Regions from separate parts of the Mus musculus genome. Here region 1 is linked to region 2. Evidence: chromatin contacts called from public promoter capture Hi-C data. All regions are on one chromosome and are shown on one strand. Each heading gives the region's core, a stretch centred on a gene start, on an enhancer-like site or on the middle of the called end of the contact. The rest is flanking DNA. Distances are from core to core; before and after follow the strand shown.

What was found. Capture Hi-C pulls out chosen DNA fragments and counts their contacts.
Region 1: a promoter capture Hi-C map of adipose tissue shows a contact between it and region 2. The contact joins two enhancer-like sites. A contact is called at or near these places in 1 of 484 Hi-C or Micro-C datasets (liver), 2 of 115 datasets of contacts at active chromatin or transcription factors (extraembryonic endoderm stem cells and heart atrium) and 2 of 9 other capture datasets (adipose tissue and liver).

What each region holds. Positions count from the first base shown.
Region 1 is chr8:33,975,235-33,979,783 of GRCm38.p6, forward strand. No RefSeq gene overlaps it. Among named protein-coding and RNA genes, the nearest start is that of Gm39157, 10 kb to the right of the region's middle. Within about 2 kb of position 2,592, at least 77 of the 459 cell types and tissues checked have an H3K27ac peak or open chromatin away from gene starts, as enhancers often do. A contact at or near this core is called in adipose tissue and liver, where this site is marked.
Region 2 is chr8:33,853,928-33,858,456 of GRCm38.p6, forward strand. The region is part of intron 4 of Rbpms (RNA binding protein gene with multiple splicing); the gene reads right to left. Among named protein-coding and RNA genes, the nearest start is that of Gm51528, 68 kb to the right of the region's middle. Within about 2 kb of position 1,979, at least 22 of the 459 cell types and tissues checked have an H3K27ac peak or open chromatin away from gene starts, as enhancers often do. A contact at or near this core is called in adipose tissue and liver, where this site is marked.

The DNA of each region.
Region 1 (4,549 bases), core at 1,342-3,841, 120 kb after region 2:
GCACACAGGAGTGAAGGCACACTTTAAATCAGTCACTAGACATTACTTTAGCAAAAAATCAAAATATAAGCAGAAGCAGGTAGATCTTGGTGAGTTTGAGGCTAGCCTGGTCGATGTAGAGAGTTGCAGGCAGCCTGGGCTGTGTAGTGAGACCCGATTTCAATATCAAACCGTGGTGCACACCTTTGGTTTTTTTTTTTTCAAGACAGGGTTTCTCTGTGTAGTCCTGCCTGTACTGCCTGGCTGTATTTTGATTTTCATTGTTGTTTGGTTTGACATAGTCTTACTATATAGTTCTGGCTACTTGGAACTCTCTATGTAGACCAGGCTAGCCTCAAACTAACCTACCTCTGCTTATATTTTGCTTTTGGTTAAACTTACATTTTATATCTTTGGCTAAAATTAGTTCAGGTAGCCAGATTTCCCCAGACTCAACACTACCTCCTTTCTCTTTTTATTTTGCTTTTGGAAAAGCCCCTGAAAGTCCATTCGTCTCTTTCTGAGTGTTTTAGAGACGGTGGAAACGATTCCTCTTCTTGGTTAGAATTAGCAGTTGCGTCCCACACTTGACTGAGACAGCTCTACTCACACATAGCTCTGCCCTGGGCTGGATGTGATCCCAGGTGGGAAGTTAGGCTTTACCTAAGGAGACACAAGAGCATTTTGTGGAGTTTGTTTTGCTTTTTCAAGACAGGCTTTCTCTGTGTAGCCCTGGCTGTCCTGGAACTTGCTCTGTTGACCAGGCTGGCCTTGAACTCAGAGATCCACCTGCCTCTGCCTCCCAAGTGCTGGGATTAAAGGCGTGCGTCACTACAGCCCAATTTTGTGGATATTTTTGAAACATCTTTCTTCATAAACTCAAGGATATATAAATATGTAATTTTTTGATACAGACTTGTGTACACACACACACACACATTTTGAGATAAGGTCCTACTATTAACTCGTTTGTAACTGGGTCTAACTATTAACTACTGTGAACTAGCCAGTTTGATACTCACTATGTAGCCCAAGCTGGCCTTGAACTTGTGGCAATTCTCCTGTTTTAGCCCCCTGAGTGCTGTGATTGTATTCATACCCCACCACACAAGCTTTACTATATTTTGATTAATGGAGAGGTAATCAAAGACTTAAATCAAAAAACAAATCAGAGACTATGTCATCATGAAGAGATTTCTTTTTTTTTTCTCTCTTTCTTTTTTGAATCACACAGCAGCTTGAACTGATGAAGATAGCAGTGGTATAAACTCAGGACTCAAATGCACAGCACACTAATTGTGCACTTGCTGTCTTCCCAGCCCGGCTTAAAGTGTGGAAGCTGACGTGTATAGACCAGAACTGAGACTCACTCTTTTTATCTATTTAAATTTTGACTCCTGATGTTGGTGGGAAACTGGCTCATAGGCAAATGATTTCAGATTAGCTTCCATGTGTGGGAGGGACTTCCTTGTCAAACTTCGCCTGTTAGGCAGCGCCCAGGCCATTCTTTTTCTTGACCCCATAGACATCCAAGGAGTGAGGGTCCAGATAGAAAAGAAGTAGGGCAACGGAGAGAACCTGATCAATATGCACAGGGAAACCGGTTTCACTCACAGGGTTTTGTTGTTTCTGTTGTTATTATGTGTGTGTGTGTGATTATACAGTGTGTACACACGCACACACACACACACACACACACACACACACACACACACACACACGCACCTGGTGCCTGAGGAGGTCAGAAGAGGGTGCTGGAATTGGAGATATGGAGAGTTGGTAGTTGCCATGTGGGTTCTGAGAACCAAACATAGGTCCTTTGAAAGAGCAGCAAGTGCTCTCAACCACTGAGCCGTTGCTTCAGCCCCTGAATACTGGTTTTCTTTAATTGTTTTTTCTTTTCTATGAATGCTTGCACTTTCTGGAACCACAAGAAATCACTGACCCTAACTCTGGGGCTTGTCCATTTCTGTTGCACAGTTAAATGCTCACAATGCTCCCTGGAGTCTTTCTAATTTTCTAAGACACAGGAAAGGAAACTGAACTTCAGAGTCCGTCCTACAGCAGGTGGGGAGGTGAGTGAATGTGTGTGTAGTGTGTGTGTGTGTGTGTGTGTGTGTGTGTGTGTGTGTGTGTGTCTTTTCCCAAACATCAGTAGTCCCTCAGATCATAGGACCAGTTACATACATACTATAAAACCACTTTCCTGGGGCTGGAGAGATGGCTCAGTGGTTAAGAGCACTGACTGCTCTTCCAAAGGTCCTAAGTTCAACTCTCAACAACCACATGGTGACTCACAACCATCTGCAATGAGATCATATGCTCTCTTCTGGTGTGTCTGAAGACAGCTACAGTGCACTGATACATAAAATAAACAAATCTTTACAAACAAACAAACAAATAAATAAATAAATATATTATTGAAGTTAGTTTGGTCATATCCTTGCCTTCTTTCTTTTTAACTCTTACCCGTTGCCCATCTGTCTTGGGGTTGCACTGGAGGTGAAATCAAGCAAGGATCTCCTGACTCACAGCCTTGTTCCCTCTTGAACTTTGCCACACTTGGTTGCTGCCTGTTTTATTGACAATGACCGGAATCACATTTATACAGCCAAATATGCTGTGTGCCATGTTGACCTGAAGTTATTGAAAGCGCTGAGGACTGGAGAGGGCTTGATCAAGAGCTCTGGCTGCTCTTGCAGAGGACATGAGTTCAATTCCCAGCACCCACTTGGTGGCTCACAGCTCTAACTCCAGTTCCAGGGGATCCAATGCTGTCTTGTGGCCTCTCTGGACACCAAGCATGCATGTAGTACACATACATACAGACAGACAAAACACCTACACACATGAAATAAAATAAATCTAAAACTTAAAAAAGAACTGACAACTTTTCGGTTAAAAACATCTCTTCTAGATCTTTTCCCATGAGAAATACACTTTTCTCTATTTTTACTGTTTATTGTTTTAATGATTATTTTTTAAATTGGCTTCAGGCTTATCTCTCTGTAAACAAACAAAAGGGACTTTCCTTCCTGCTGGTTTTCACAGACTTTTCGAGAGCAACGTTTACTATTCTTTCAGAGCTGCAACGACTCTTGCTCTTCCCCAAGACCCCGGAACGTGGGACACATTGGGCTTCAAAGGTGATTTAAAGTTCCTATTTTTCTGAGGTGCATTCTGGGGGATTTCTCCTCAACCTTTCTTATCTAAGTGCATACAAAGAGCAAGCACAACTAAACAGTCAAGGAGCAACAGTTTTAATCCCAGGCGTCTGGGGGTTAAGTGGGTTTGCAGACTGGGCCCCTCCCCTGAGCGTTACCTGCCACCCCATCTGGATTCACTTAGAGGCCACCAGCCAGTTATCTGCCTCCCTCTCCAGCAAAGCTCTTCACGGGATTCCTGACAGCACTTACTTAGCCAGACCTACTGGGCAGAACGTGATCCCTAGATGATAGTGCATCATAAATCCGCCTGCCCTGCCTCGCCTCAGCGGGCATGGGACCTCCACGTGACTCATTCCACAGGCTTCCTGTGAGATTAGACAGGTGCTCGCTGGGAATTTGAATAGCTTTAGATCCAGCAGTTCTGCTATTTCTGGTGTGGGCAGTGATGACTGCTCACCCAGGAGGGCAGGACCAGTGGCCAGCCTGTCTCTAGCGTTAACATCATCTGTCCCGCTTGCTAAGGAGCCTGCGTCGAGGACGCTACACCAAAGGAATCGCTGTTCTTGGAGTCTGCTGTCTCTATCATGTACCTAAAATAACTCCGGAGACACTGATGAGGGCATCACTGACAGACATGATTGGCTTCAAGGGCATCTGAAAGACCGAGCTTGCCCTCTGATTTAGGAGGCCTGGGGGGGGGGGGTTCTTCTGCGTTGTCTCTGGCAGCCTGCCATTTGCCTCTTCTACATGGCAATCTCTCCTCCGACTTCAGCTCCTGGGATAGAGATCCTATCTGAGGGGTCTGGTCAAGGAAGTTACCCGAAGCGACCACCTGCTCTTATCATTCCACGGCTGGGTTGCGCAGCCTCTTCTCTAGGTCGCGATTTATAATCTGATACTTGTTCTCTTCTGGTGAGTTCTGTGTGCCACACTTAGCTCCACAAAACTCCACAACCTTTGGTTGGTTTCCCTCCTCTTCCTCTTCACCTGCCTTCTTCTTACTACACCCCCAACCCCCAATGCCTAGCCCATAGTGCTTAACTGGTTCATAGTAAGTTTTAATCAAATTCCATTAGTAAATTCAATGATGAGATTTTTTTTTTTTTAAACCGCCTTCCCTGCCTCTTCTTCATTATGGGCTGCATAATTTTCGGATTTTCTTGAGCATACTTTTAACCTCGTTTGAGAAAAGCACACATCTAAAGCTTTCTATCTACCAATAGACGCGTGGTTTTTCAGAGATGGTGGTATTTATTAGATATCTCATTCCTGTAAGTCCTGATGCCTTTGCTCCCGCTGTAATGCAGCCAGAGTCGTTGAACTGACCATTCTCTTGGCAAAAAACAAACAAAATATCTAGACTGAAGGCTCACAAGCAGAAATACTTCAAGGAGCTCAGAAGG
Region 2 (4,529 bases), core at 729-3,228:
GCTGAGATGGGCCATCTGGATGCTTGCATTTCTGAAGAGTTTTGTTTAGTGGAAATAATTGACCCAACTCACAAGCTGTGTAAATATTGAGATCAAAAGTCCTAACTTCCACAGCTGTCAGGAAAGCCTGTGTTACAGGAAACAGACTGACAGTGGAGGCATGACAGAAGCCAAAGGTCTTCTTCATGCATACCTGGGTACCTCAATATCTGATGACATCTTAAGGCTAAGAAGGCATAGGTGATGTTATAAGCATGCAATATTTTCAATCAGCAACTTCCCTTGACACTTCAGAATCAAGTACAACCTTACCTTACAGCTGAGGAACCCAGCACAGGACAAATGAACTTATGTGCGGAAGTTATGTGAAAGGAACGGAAGTTATGTGAAAGGTTGGAATCACTGTGGATAAATATCCTGGAACTCAAGTGTTTGCTTGAGTTTTAGTCAGAATCATGAAGATTTCCTGATGATACCATTTTTGGAGGGGTTGGGTTTTTTTTTCCCCTGGGGGGGGGGGCAGTATATAGCACTATTCAGCGCTTTTAAAATGTGTTTTAGCAGAGTGTGGTGTCTTTAATCCCAGCACTCAGAAAACAGAAGCAAGAATATCTAACTTCAAGGCCAGCCTGGCCCACATAGAGAGCTCCAAGACAGCCAAGGCAGTGTGGAGAACCCTGTCTCAAACAACAGATCGACCACCAAATAATAGGCTAAAATAATTTATCACAAAATTAAAGCTTTTTATAAAAAAATCTTATTATAATGTATAAATCAAATTTCAACAACAAAAATCACAACATAATTACACTGCGTATCCATAGCTCCGTTTTACTCATTCATACAAATCATTCAAGAGTTGGTCTTCCCTTCGGTTACTTACTAAAATATAAAACACGCTGCTCTAGGGTAAATACGGCTCCATCAATCAGACCTGCCACTGTAGGGGTGGTACTAATGCCAGATAAACAGGATCCAAGAACAATTCAAACATGCTAATAATGCAACCCGCCAAACACCAGGGCCGTCTATAGATGGTAAAGGGCACTGGCCACCAAGCCTAATAAGTCCCGGGTCCTAACTGGGGAAGGATAAAACCTGTTACTACAAACTGTCTTCTCATCTCCAAATGAACACCTACACAGTAAAACATTAATCAACGAAGCCTCGTGGTATGTGTAAACCTCAGGGCCTGGGAGAATTTAAAACAACAGTCACAGGCACTGACAGGATACAGAGAAACAGAAAATCTAACACAAGTGCGCAGAGAGGGCCAAGGGCAAAGCCGTGAAACCATCACAGGGGACAGTTTGGCAACAAGCAGCTGGAGCTCTAAAAATTCCACACCAGATGTGTACAAAACAAACAAACAAACAAAAACAGAGAACAGACAAGGGAGACCTGTATGCCCACTAGGCATGACAGTACATGACAGACAGACAGACAGGAAGACAGACGGACACCTACATTGCCAGTGTTTACCACAAAACACTCAAACAAGCTGGGTGGTGGTAGTGCACAGCTTTAGCCCCAGGACTCAGAGGGGGCAGAGGCAGGTGGGTCTCTGAGTTTGAGAGCAAGTTCCAGAACAGCCAGGGCTACACTGACATACCCTGTTTTTTTGTTTTGTTTTGTTTTGTTTTGTTTGGGGAGGGGGGTAGATAAATAATTATATCCATATAAAATAGAGTACTTCCTTTTCATAAAAGTAAGTTACATAGCTGGCAGTAACTGTAGGCAGGGAGCCTGAGTTTGGTTCCCAGTACTTCTAACCACTCTCAAAGAAGGAAAAATCAATGAATCATATTCTGAAAATGTCTCTACATGAAAGATCCTGCATGGATCATCATACTAAGGAAGGAAGAGCCAGAAACAAAAGAGAAATATGTCAGTATTTAGAATACGCAACTGGAGACAGGCAGAAAGTAGATCAGAGGTGAGCGGTGGCTGGGGCAGTCAGGACAGAGGCGAGGATTGCTTCACTGTATGGAGGTGTTGCTTGAGGTCATGAATTGCTTTAGGAAATTGCACAACCTGGACTATAACTAATGACTCTAAATTATATGCTTAAAGGTTGTTCAAATGGCAACGCCTTTGTGTTAACATAATTTCAAAATACTTAATAAAAGTGTAATGGGAAGCACTAAGTTCTACGGTGTGTGAATTATACCAAGAGTTATTTTAAAACAAAAAAACATACTGTCAATTAGAGATTGCGCAGATCAATGAGTACATTCTTCTGAGAATATGCAAGGCAGGAAACAAACAAAACAAAGGAAAAAAACCAACATGCTGGGCAGTGGTAGTGCACGCCTTTAATCCCAGCACTTGGGGAGGCAGAGGCAGAGGCAGGCATATTTCTGAATTCTACTGCCAGCCTATCTACAGAGTGAGTTCCAAGAGAGCCAAGGCGACACAGAGAAACCCTGTCTCGGAAAAAAAAAAGAAAGAAAACAAAACAACAAGAATACTGTCGGGCTGGTGAGATGGCTCAGTGGGTAAGAGCACCCGACTGCTCTTCCGAAGGTCAGGAGTTCAAATCCCAGCAACCACATGGTGGCTCACAACCATCCGTAACAAGATCTGACTCCCTCTTCTGGAGTGTCTGAGGACAGCTACAGTGTACTTTAAATAAATAAATCTTTAAAAAAAAAGAAAAAAAAGAAAAAAAGAATACTGTCAATCAGGCTGGAGAGATGGCTCAGCGGTTAAGAGCACTGACTGCTCTTCCAAGAGGTCCTGAGTTCAAATCCAAGCAACCACATGGTGGCTTACAACCATCTGTAATGGGATCTAACGCACTCTTCTGTTGTGTCTGAAGACAGCTACAGTGCACTCAGATACATTAAATAAATAAATCTTTAAAAAAAAAAACTGTCTGGGATCACGTGGACCAGTGAACACATTCTATAAGTACACACGCTGCTACACAAGCTTAATTAACAATGAGGGTCACAAGGGCAAGTTGGAGAAACATATTGACTTGATTCTTTCAGCCCTCTCTGCTCTGCTATAACTCAGAACAAAGTCTAAGCTACAACCTACGTGGGAGTCGCTTAAGACAAGGAAAGGGAAGACACTCAGTTAATGGCATATATAAAGATGCCTCCTCATAGAACCTTGGCCAGGATCCACTGACACTGGTTGCTCTGAGGCACTAGCTACCATCATTCTTATGTACTAAAATGAGAATCCTAGTATGCATTGAGGGGCTCAGCTAAGAGACACCCAGAAATAGCATTCCACCCTGCTCGAGGGCTTGTGTGCTTCTGCTAGAAATTTCCACAAACTGGAATTTTGACTAAATCGGGCTAGCTTCAGATTATCACTATATTTACCTTCCAAAAGCACAAACAAACCCAACAAGTGATGTGGTCCCAGTCAGCTTTCTCATCCATCTTCCATGGGAAAAACTAACTGTGCCAATCTGTATGCAAAGGGCAGAGTGCTAGGCATTCTTCTGCCATGTTCAAGGACAGAACGGGTTTCCAGCCATGTGGCTAACAGGGCGGGAACAACCAAAAGGAAATCTGGGTTTTAGTTGTTCGCAGACTAATTTGGAGCGTTTCCTTCTACTCTTGGGGATGTGAGCAACCTTGGATCATGGCTCAGTGCTACCACAACCTGAGGACACTGCCCCAGTCACTGAAGCTCCGGCTGGAGGTGCCAGAAAAGCCAGTGGACTTAAAAACATTGTGTCCAGAAGGTTGACACTAATCATTTAATTAGGCAGTAACGGAGACAAAGTAACGAGGAACACTCCAAGCACAGAAGCGCTCCCTGACTGTCCATTATTCTATAAGAGACACTTTCTGGATCAAGGTTTACATTTCTCAAGAGTGGAACCAAACTGAGTATTACACCACTTGACTAGTCCAGGGAAGGCTTTGAAAAGAGCCTCAGCAAAGGACACAGGGAGCATTGGGCAATAGCTGCGGACAGCACATATTTTTAGCTCATTACAAAAGACGACCCTGGGAAGAGCAAAGAGGTCAGCCCCCAGAAAGATATGGAGTAGCTTTTATGTTTCAGTCCATTACCATGAATGGGCCCGTTTTTCTCTGCAAAGAGGGGTAACCAGGCTCCACGGTCACATACCAACTTCATCATGGCTATTTGTTCTGGACAGTGGGAAGTAACAGTCTGTAACTGCCATCAGAAATACTGTAGCAAGGAGCCAGGACAGAAGAGATAGGACACTAAGATGCTGTCTTAGGCCCTCCGGGTATAACAGGACTAGGGTCCGACTGTGAGTCAGTCACCCAGTTCCAACCCCACGCCCACTCATGCGTCCACAGTTTCCCTAACTGTGATTCTGTGGGTTTCTTTCTTATCCTTCTCTGTAGAGCAGACTGGTCTCAAATGCAGAGATCCCCCTGCCTCGGCCTCCCAAGAGCCGCCACCGCCCAGCACTACAGAGGTTTCTAAGATACAATGAGGCTCTAATGCTACACACACACATTAAGAACATTAAGGAAGAGATAGATGATCCAGGCACTCGGTAGATACCTTCTTCTCAAGTCAGCCCT